3 separate regions of the Pan troglodytes genome follow, and regions 2 and 3 are each linked to region 1. A link is a contact called in public Hi-C data. All regions are on one chromosome and are shown on one strand. The core of a region is the stretch at or near the end of the contact, and the rest is flanking DNA. Distances in the headings are between cores, read along the strand shown.

Region 1 (2,547 bases), core at 28-2,527:
CAGAAGAATCGCTTGAAACCGAGAGGCGGAAGTTGCAGTGGGCCGAGATCGCGGCACAGCACTCCATCCAGCGTGGGCTACAGGAGCGCAACTCCGTCTCAAAAAAAAAAAAAGAAAAAGACCTGGAACAAATGAACTGGAAGGTGCTAGGCAAATACATGATATATTTAAAACTTACTAAATTCTAAAGCGGTAACTAGTTGTCTGAAGGGGAGAGGGAGGAACCAGGGAAGAAAACTGGGTTTAGTGGGGTCAAGGGTTTGTAGGGAGGTCCAACAATTGCCAGTAAGGGTTTAATTTTTTTGTACCTGTAACCTCCATTCCCGAACAACCTTTACCGTCTTATCTACTCCTCTCTGGCAAATGCCTACCCTAAGAATACGCCACAGAATCACTACCACGCCGAATTAACTGTTGCCTCCTCTTAAGTTCCCGGGGACAATACTTCTGTGAATTCCAGACCAGGGCCGCTATGGATCGCGACTCCCAGCGGGCAGAGACCTACTCCCTCCTACAACCACTACCTGCTACATGACACCTTTGGAAAACCTTGGCTGACTAAATTTAAAAACCACATCACCCAAGGCACACATCTCCTACATCATACACGTCAATCTCCACAGCCTACGTAGGAAAATCCTCAAGGGAACCCCGGCACGAATTCAAGGCCAGACCCACAAGCCAGGTACACACCCACACGCCCACGCCCGCGCGCTGCCGGCGCCCCGGGGCCTGCTGGCCAGCACACCTCCACACCCGCGGCGCGGCCTCCGGGCAACTTACAGGAAGTTCTCCATCGAGATGCGGACGATAGAGCCTTCCACGAAAGGCCCGGACGACTGCAACAGCGGCAGCTGCGGGGCCGAATTCTTCCTCTTGCTCGGGACCTCCGACGAAGGGTCTCTCGGGAGAGCTCTCTTGGAAGGCTGGGGGCTTGGAGTTGACGTCTTCTTGCTCGGAGTCGCCATCCTGGTTTCCTCAGCGTCCCACAGCGACTTCCGTTCCCACCGTCCGGCAGCCCAGGCGCCCAAGCGCCCAACCACCCACGCGCCCCGCTCCCGCGCGAACTGCCGCGAACTGTTACCGCGCGCTCGCTCCCGCGATCTCGCGCCGCGCCTGCGCAGTTCAGGTCCGGCGACGTCAGCAGGCCCGCCCCGCCCCTCCCGCGCTCCGCCGCGCCGTGCGAGGCCCAGACTGAGGGCGAAACAGCAGGCAGGACTGGGTGGAGACGTTCGGGGACGTGGCAACTGGAGTTTCTTCTCCGTATATTTCGGCATTCAGTTCCTTTTTTTTTTTTTTTAAACTCAGGAAAAAATCTCAATTGCGTTTAGTATTTTGAAAGCCACTTTATTGCTTCCCGAGCCTCAGTCATGTGTGGTGGGAGGCTTCTGTGGGTGGCACCTGGGGCGTCCACGGCCGCCAAGGCAGGAGGACGTCAGGCCCTGCTTGCTCCCACCCTTTCCAGGTGAGAGCTCCCGGGCACGCCCGTCCTTGGCTCTTCGTCCTCTTGGTGTTCTTCCCTGTTGCTTCAAATCAGGTTCCTGTCTCAAAAATCCGAAAAAGAAATCCTCCCAAATGACTCTGTGCCCGACGCTCCGTTAAGGCATCGTGCTAGGCGTTCTCAAACTCGTGAAATGACTACACTGCACAGGTTAACCTCATTGCTACTCGTCCCCTTGCCTCCTAATTCTCTGGTTAAACTTCCGCCCCCGAGGTTTCTAGAAATCCCTGAGCTAGAATGCGCTGCCTTCATTAAGAGGGTGTTCTGCTTCCGTCTGCTCACATTCATCTAGTAAGCCCTCTCGTTAAAGAGGAGGCAGCACACCGAGGCCTGTCTAGAACTTCTTTCATTCAACCAACAGTGAATGTCTAATCTACAAGAAACTGGAGCCGTGGCAGTTTAGGAGCCTGCCAAGGTTGCATCCCTGGGAGCTTATTTTCTATTGTGGGAGACAGGAAAAGAACAAGTGAATCAACTGTGAAATTAAATAATTCAAACTTAAAGCTGTTGGAACTTTAAATTATTCTGAGCCTTGCGAAGAATGTGGCGATGGGGCCTGAGTCCCATGGCATACAGCTGCAATGTCTGCCTTGTTTTTTCCTATAATCAGGAAGACCAAACAGAGACAGAGGTAAGACCCCCTCAGATCACTACCCCCTTCATAAATTAATATAGTTATCTTCCTTGGAATGTAGCTATCTATAACTAATCTAATCGCTGTACTTTATGCACTGCTCTTGTATTGAAAATGTACTCCTGCTGAACCTTCTCTGTTTCTGCCTGTGTAAATGAAACCTTAACTTCACTTTGGAACATTGACCCTATTTGTTTGGAGTTGGTGTTTCCAGGTGGCTGTCCTCAAGCTTTGCGTTAGAATAAACTCTATACTTAATGATATTTTCTGAATTTCACTACTTAAGGCTGACACAACAAATGATTAGGATAATGTCGGACTGTGACAGGTGTTAGGAAGAAAACAAAATGAACCTGATGGGTGGGAGGTACGGAAGGCCTCTTAGAGAGGTGGTGGTGTTTAAGATAAACTC
Region 2 (2,547 bases), core at 16-2,515, 340 kb before region 1:
AATGACAGTAAGCAGGACAGGCCCTTTCTGGAAGAAATGCTCCCGTTCAAGTCCACTGGGTCTTTAAGAGCTCAAGAACAACCCTAAATGCTATACTGCAGTGGGTGGGAAAACATACTGGGCACCATAGGAAAAAAGGACTCCTACAAATCCACAACTTCATTCTTGCCTTCATTACAAAGACAGGTTAAAAGGCAAGGGTTTCAGCTCTATAATGTTCTCTTCCAGAGAAAAGATGCAGTATCTGTTAGATGCAGTTGTACTGGGATCATTAAAAAATGTCTTATCTCTTAAGCCCTTCTCTTGAGTTTTTAAACTATTTGGGTGATATTTTAACTCTGACTACCATCTCCCCATCCTGAGAACTTGGGAGTGGGTCTGCTAGTCTTATTTTACAAGAGCCTGGATTTAAAAAAAAAAAAAAAAAAAAAAAAAGGAATGCCTTGCCTTGTTCCAGCTGGTTGTCTACACTTCGGTCTTCCCATTCATGGTGCCTTTTCTTCTTGACCAATGTTGTGGATTTCCCATTTGTAAACTGAAAAACAGTAATAAATTTGCTTTGGTCTTTGTGCAGCTCTCTGAGAACTGAGGCCTGCTCCTGCTGGGGCCCTGTGGCTGTGCTGTGCCAGCTGGCACTCGAGCGATTTAACGCCTAGACGCATATTCCTTCCCCATGATAAGCAGAAAAGGGAAGGACTCGAGCAGGGAGATTGGAGTCTCTCCAGGGACCAGACTGGGAGAAGACAGGGAGCAGTCTGTACTCCACGGACTGTTCTGGCAGAGGCTGCCAAACGGGCAGGCTGCCAGGAGCCTCGAGGCCTGGATATCCATTTCTCCTGAAGAGGCATAGAATAGCAGGGAGGGCAGGGCTTTGGAGGCTGGAGTCAGGAAGGGGTCAACTGAAGATTCCCGCTTCCCGTGGGGAGTGAGGCGGTGACCACCTCCGAGTCTGACCTTTTCCTCTGCGGCTCAGTGAGGCGGCGCCCCAACCCCTGTGTCCTGCCCTGAACTCACTGAAGAGTTGCTTGACGACCAAAGGGTGAGGACCCCACAGGCCATGCCCTTCCTGCCTCTTCACAGTCAGCACGCAGGACCTCCAGAGCTCAGACGCAAGATCCTGGAAATGTGGAAAAGTTTGCATGCTTTGGTGCCTTCCCAGGGATACACAAAAGGAAGGCTTTGTGGTTTCCCATGATACCCCCATTCCCAGCCCCACATACTTCTGCCCGGAGTCACCAAAGCAAGCCCCGGTAATCCCTTAATAGCATGGCACTGTTTACAGCATGCGTGGGTAGACGTTATCTCATCTGGATCCTACCCCCGCCGACAACTCTGTGAGGTCGATGGCGTGACTATGATGACGTCCCACTGCACAGGTCTGGGAACTGAGACTCAGGGTTTTAGCAATTTCCCCGTATCCCACAGCTAGAAAGGACAACTGAGTATGAAACCTGACAGATCCGTCCCTAGACTCACTGCTCTTTCTACTCCCCCACGATGCTCCTCAGGCTCCCAGGGTTCTAAGACAGGTGACTGAGGGCTGGTTCGAGAGGTGGAGGAGGCAGGGGGGATTCTTGACTTTCCACTTCTGCCTCACCCCGGACTGTTCTGCTCTCATCTTTTTTAATGTTGGGACTTTACCAAAAAATGCTTCACTATTTAAAAATGATACTACAAACCTCTGTGTTTAGCAGTTTTAGGAAAGTGTGAGCAAAGGGTTGGAAAAGCTCAAGGCATTGCCCATCAACCCCCTCTCCCAGCTACATACACGGATTTTTGCTCTGTTAAGATGCAGCCAGGGAGTGAGAAGCCATCAGGACAACACCAGCTGCAGAGATTGCTGATGACTAGGGCAGTGGTTCTCAAACTGTGGCCACCAGCAGGAGCTGGGAACTTGTTAGACATGTAAATCCTCCACCCCACCCCCAGCCTCCTGAAGCAGAAACTCCAGACTGAGGGCCCAGCATCTGTATTTTACCCAGCCTTCCAGGTGATTCTGATGTGCACTGAAGTTTAAAAACCCTGGGCTAGGGCTTAGGGCAGGACACTGCCTGTGAAAAATAGGGCTCCCAGGTAGCTCCTGGTACCCTGCTCAGCTTCCAAGTCCCAGCCCTGACTTACAAAAACCCGTCTTCCTTAGTATTTGAGAATTAGGTAAATCATTATAGTGGACATGAGGATTCACACAAATAGCTGGATATAGACCTGCCTCCAGTCTTTTCTCTCCTCTCCTTTGAGAGGTTCTGAGGTGGGGAAAGGGGTTGGTCATGGTTTGAAGAGATGGAATCCTCAGAGGTAAACACCAGCAATTGAGGAAGGTGGCCCTGGTGCACAGCTTCACTAAGTGGCATTCCCTGGCTTCTCACATCCTGGGGTGGTCTGTGATGCAGGATGGGTGCAACTTCTGCTGTCCAGCTGTGCATTTCATAGACCCATGCGTGGTAGCCCCTCTAAGTTTAAGGTAAGGCAAGAGTCCCACAAAGGAGTTAGGATATGCAAGGAACTGGAAAATTGCTGTTAGTGCCTACACAACAGTCAGTCTGTTGA
Region 3 (2,547 bases), core at 20-2,519, 280 kb after region 1:
GTACCAAAAAAAAAAAGAAAACGAAAAAGGAAAAAAGAAAGAAAACAGCTCTGTGAAACTGTAGAGTACATGGCCACAAATATTGACTGCTGATTTCATATTCTTTATCATCCATCCAGTACCTCAAGCAGTAGAAGAAGCAGGTAAAAGTTAGTTTCCAGAAACAGTTTAGCAGTTCTTCAAAAAGTTAAACATAGAATATCATATGACCCAGCAATCCCACTCCTAGGTTTATGCCCAAAACCCTTGTGTAGATTCACTTCACTCTGCTTATCCAGTCATCAGTCAGTGGGCATCTGAGTTGTTAACCCTGTCTTTTGGCTGCTGTGAACAATGCTGCTGGGAACTTTTATATATGAATGTATGTGTGAGCAGATATTTTCAACTCTCCTGAGTATATTTCTAGGAGTGGAATTGCCGGGTCATATTTGGTAATATTTTTTTCATATTTTTTAACTTTTTGAGGAACTGCCAAACTGTTTTCTACAGTGGCTGTACCATTTTACATTCCAGAAATATATGAAAATTTCGTTTCTCCCCATCCTCACTAACACTCACTTAAAAATATATATATATATAGCCTTCTTAGTGGGAATAAAGTAGTGATTTTGATTTCCCTAGTGGCTAGTGATGTTGAGCATCTTTCCATGGGCTTCTTGGTTATTTGCCTATCTTCTCTGGATAAATGTCGATTCAGATCCTTTGTCCAAGATTAAAACTGGATTGTTTGTCTTTTCGTTATTGAGTTGTAAAATTCTTTATACATTCTGGATACTAGGCCCTTATCGGATATATTATTTACAAATATTTTCTCCCATTCTGTGGGTTCTTTTTAATTTCTTGATTGTGTCTTTTGACACACAAAATTTTTGATTTTGATGAAGTCTTTATTTATTTATTTATTTATTCTTTCTTTCTTTCTTTCTTTCTTTCTTTCTTTCTTTCTTTCTTTAGTTGCTTGTGCTTTTTGGTCCATGAGATCTTTGAACTCCAGCTTTCACTACCAACTAGGTCACCCCTTTCTTACTTTACTTTCTGGAGAACGAATCTGGTGGGACTCTGACTAGTCAATGATTGGCTGCTCCAGGGGCTGATCAAGGGATTTGAGGACCAAGAGTAACAGAGGGGGAAGGGATACTGTGGTCAAACAAGACCACCAGGTGTATGCTTTCAGCAAGGGGTATGAGTGAGGGATCACTCCCAAATAGGGCACGTGGGATGACCGCATTCTCCCCCTACCAAGAAAATTGTCTCCTCACTGATCTGACACCTGGCAGCTGGCTGCCACCCAGTGGCGGAAACGAGAAAGGCTTAGGGGGTGCTAGTTTACAGTTGCTAGTTAGGTGGCTAAAATTTTGCTAGAAATTTCAGTTAGGTCACACGTTGGGGAAGGATGGGTCTGGCGTTTGGATTGTTTGTGACTCGGTTGGGTTTAAGTGAAAAACGGGCTTGTCTTTCTACGTTTGAAACTGCTGTCACTGTCACTAGCGCACTGCCTCCACGTGATAGAGAGCTGCATTCTTGTAGGTAGGCATCACCGTTTTAGCTGGAGAAGTTTGCTTCATGACCCATATGTGTTCCATTTATATGCTACTTCTACTTTTTAAAAATAGATTTCTACCCTGCCAGCAGCAACCCCCTTAATTTGAGGTGATTTTCTGGCAGTGTGTTAGGACGAAGCTGTGGCTGTGAATCACAGCACACCTAACCTTTCGTCTTAAGTTTGACCTTCTTACTTCAAACTCTACACAATCAAAATAAGTAACCATAAATTGGAGAGGAAAGAGACGAATACACACAATTAATAAACTAATGATTTAGAAGTAATAACCCAGTAATAATATCAGGGTACTCTTCACCACAATTCAATTCAACTGTTGATTCGCTAATGACAGAAATCCATCTTGAATGAACTTAAACAAAAGAATGAATTTGGCAGGGCACAGTGGCTCATGCCTGTAATCCCAGCACTTTGGGAGGCAGAGGTGGGTGAATCATTTGAGGTCAGGAGTTCGAAACCAGCTTGGCCAATATGGTGAGACCCCGTTTCTACTAAAAATACATAAATTAGCTGGGCATGGTGGTGGGCGCCTGTAATCCCAGCTACTCGGGAAGCTAAGAGAATCATTTGAACCTGGGAGGTAGAGGGTTGCAGTGAGCCGAGATCGCACCATTGCACTCCAGCTTGGGCAACAGAGTGAGACTCTGTCTTAAAAAAAAAAAAAATGAATTCATAGTAAAGATGCTGGAGTATCTCAAAATCAAAGGTAGGTTGGATAACAAAATGATGAGAGAGGAATGTGTGTTATGGGGCCTCATGGGTAGTGATAGCCTAAACTTGGTCTTCAACTCTTCCTCTTTCTTTCCTTATGCTTCAGTCTGTGTTGAATTCAGTCAGTCTCTCTGCAAATGAGCATTTCCACATAGTAGGAAACATAAACACTGAAAGCTCCCATATTTCATGTTGCAGTAAGGGGCTAAATCATTGCAGAAAACAGCCATCTCTCCTGCAAGTTCACGCAGAAAGCATACACCCAGGGGTCATGC

Evidence for each region. Hi-C and Micro-C count contacts between places; a contact is called where the count stands out from the background.
Region 2: a Hi-C map of stem cell-derived neural progenitor cells shows a contact between it and region 1, with 5 times the contacts expected there. The contact joins the enhancer-like site here to the promoter of SMC5 in region 1. A contact is called at or near these places in 1 of 7 Hi-C or Micro-C datasets (stem cell-derived neural progenitor cells) and 1 of 1 datasets of contacts at active chromatin or transcription factors (stem cell-derived excitatory neurons).
Region 3: a Hi-C map of stem cell-derived neural progenitor cells shows a contact between it and region 1, with 4 times the contacts expected there. The contact joins the enhancer-like site here to the promoter of SMC5 in region 1. A contact is called at or near these places in 1 of 7 Hi-C or Micro-C datasets (stem cell-derived neural progenitor cells) and 1 of 1 datasets of contacts at active chromatin or transcription factors (stem cell-derived excitatory neurons).

What each region holds. Positions count from the first base shown.
Region 1 is chr11:60,765,929-60,768,475 of NHGRI_mPanTro3-v2.0_pri, reverse strand. It overlaps SMC5 (structural maintenance of chromosomes 5), which reads right to left and starts at 1,277. Exons shown (of 25, transcript XR_010148677.1): 1 at 784-1,277.
Region 2 is chr11:61,108,234-61,110,780 of NHGRI_mPanTro3-v2.0_pri, reverse strand. The region is part of intron 20 of TRPM3 (transient receptor potential cation channel subfamily M member 3); the gene reads left to right. It overlaps LOC104007884 (a long non-coding RNA gene), which reads right to left. Exons shown (of 5, transcript XR_008537294.2): 4 at 448-535. Among named protein-coding and RNA genes, the nearest start is that of KLF9, 190 kb to the right of the region's middle. Within about 2 kb of position 1,265, at least 19 of the 24 cell types and tissues checked have an H3K27ac peak or open chromatin away from gene starts, as enhancers often do. A contact at or near this core is called in stem cell-derived neural progenitor cells, where this site is marked.
Region 3 is chr11:60,482,488-60,485,034 of NHGRI_mPanTro3-v2.0_pri, reverse strand. No RefSeq gene overlaps it. Among named protein-coding and RNA genes, the nearest start is that of MAMDC2, 72 kb to the left of the region's middle. Within about 2 kb of position 1,269, at least 2 of the 24 cell types and tissues checked have an H3K27ac peak or open chromatin away from gene starts, as enhancers often do. A contact at or near this core is called in stem cell-derived neural progenitor cells, where this site is marked.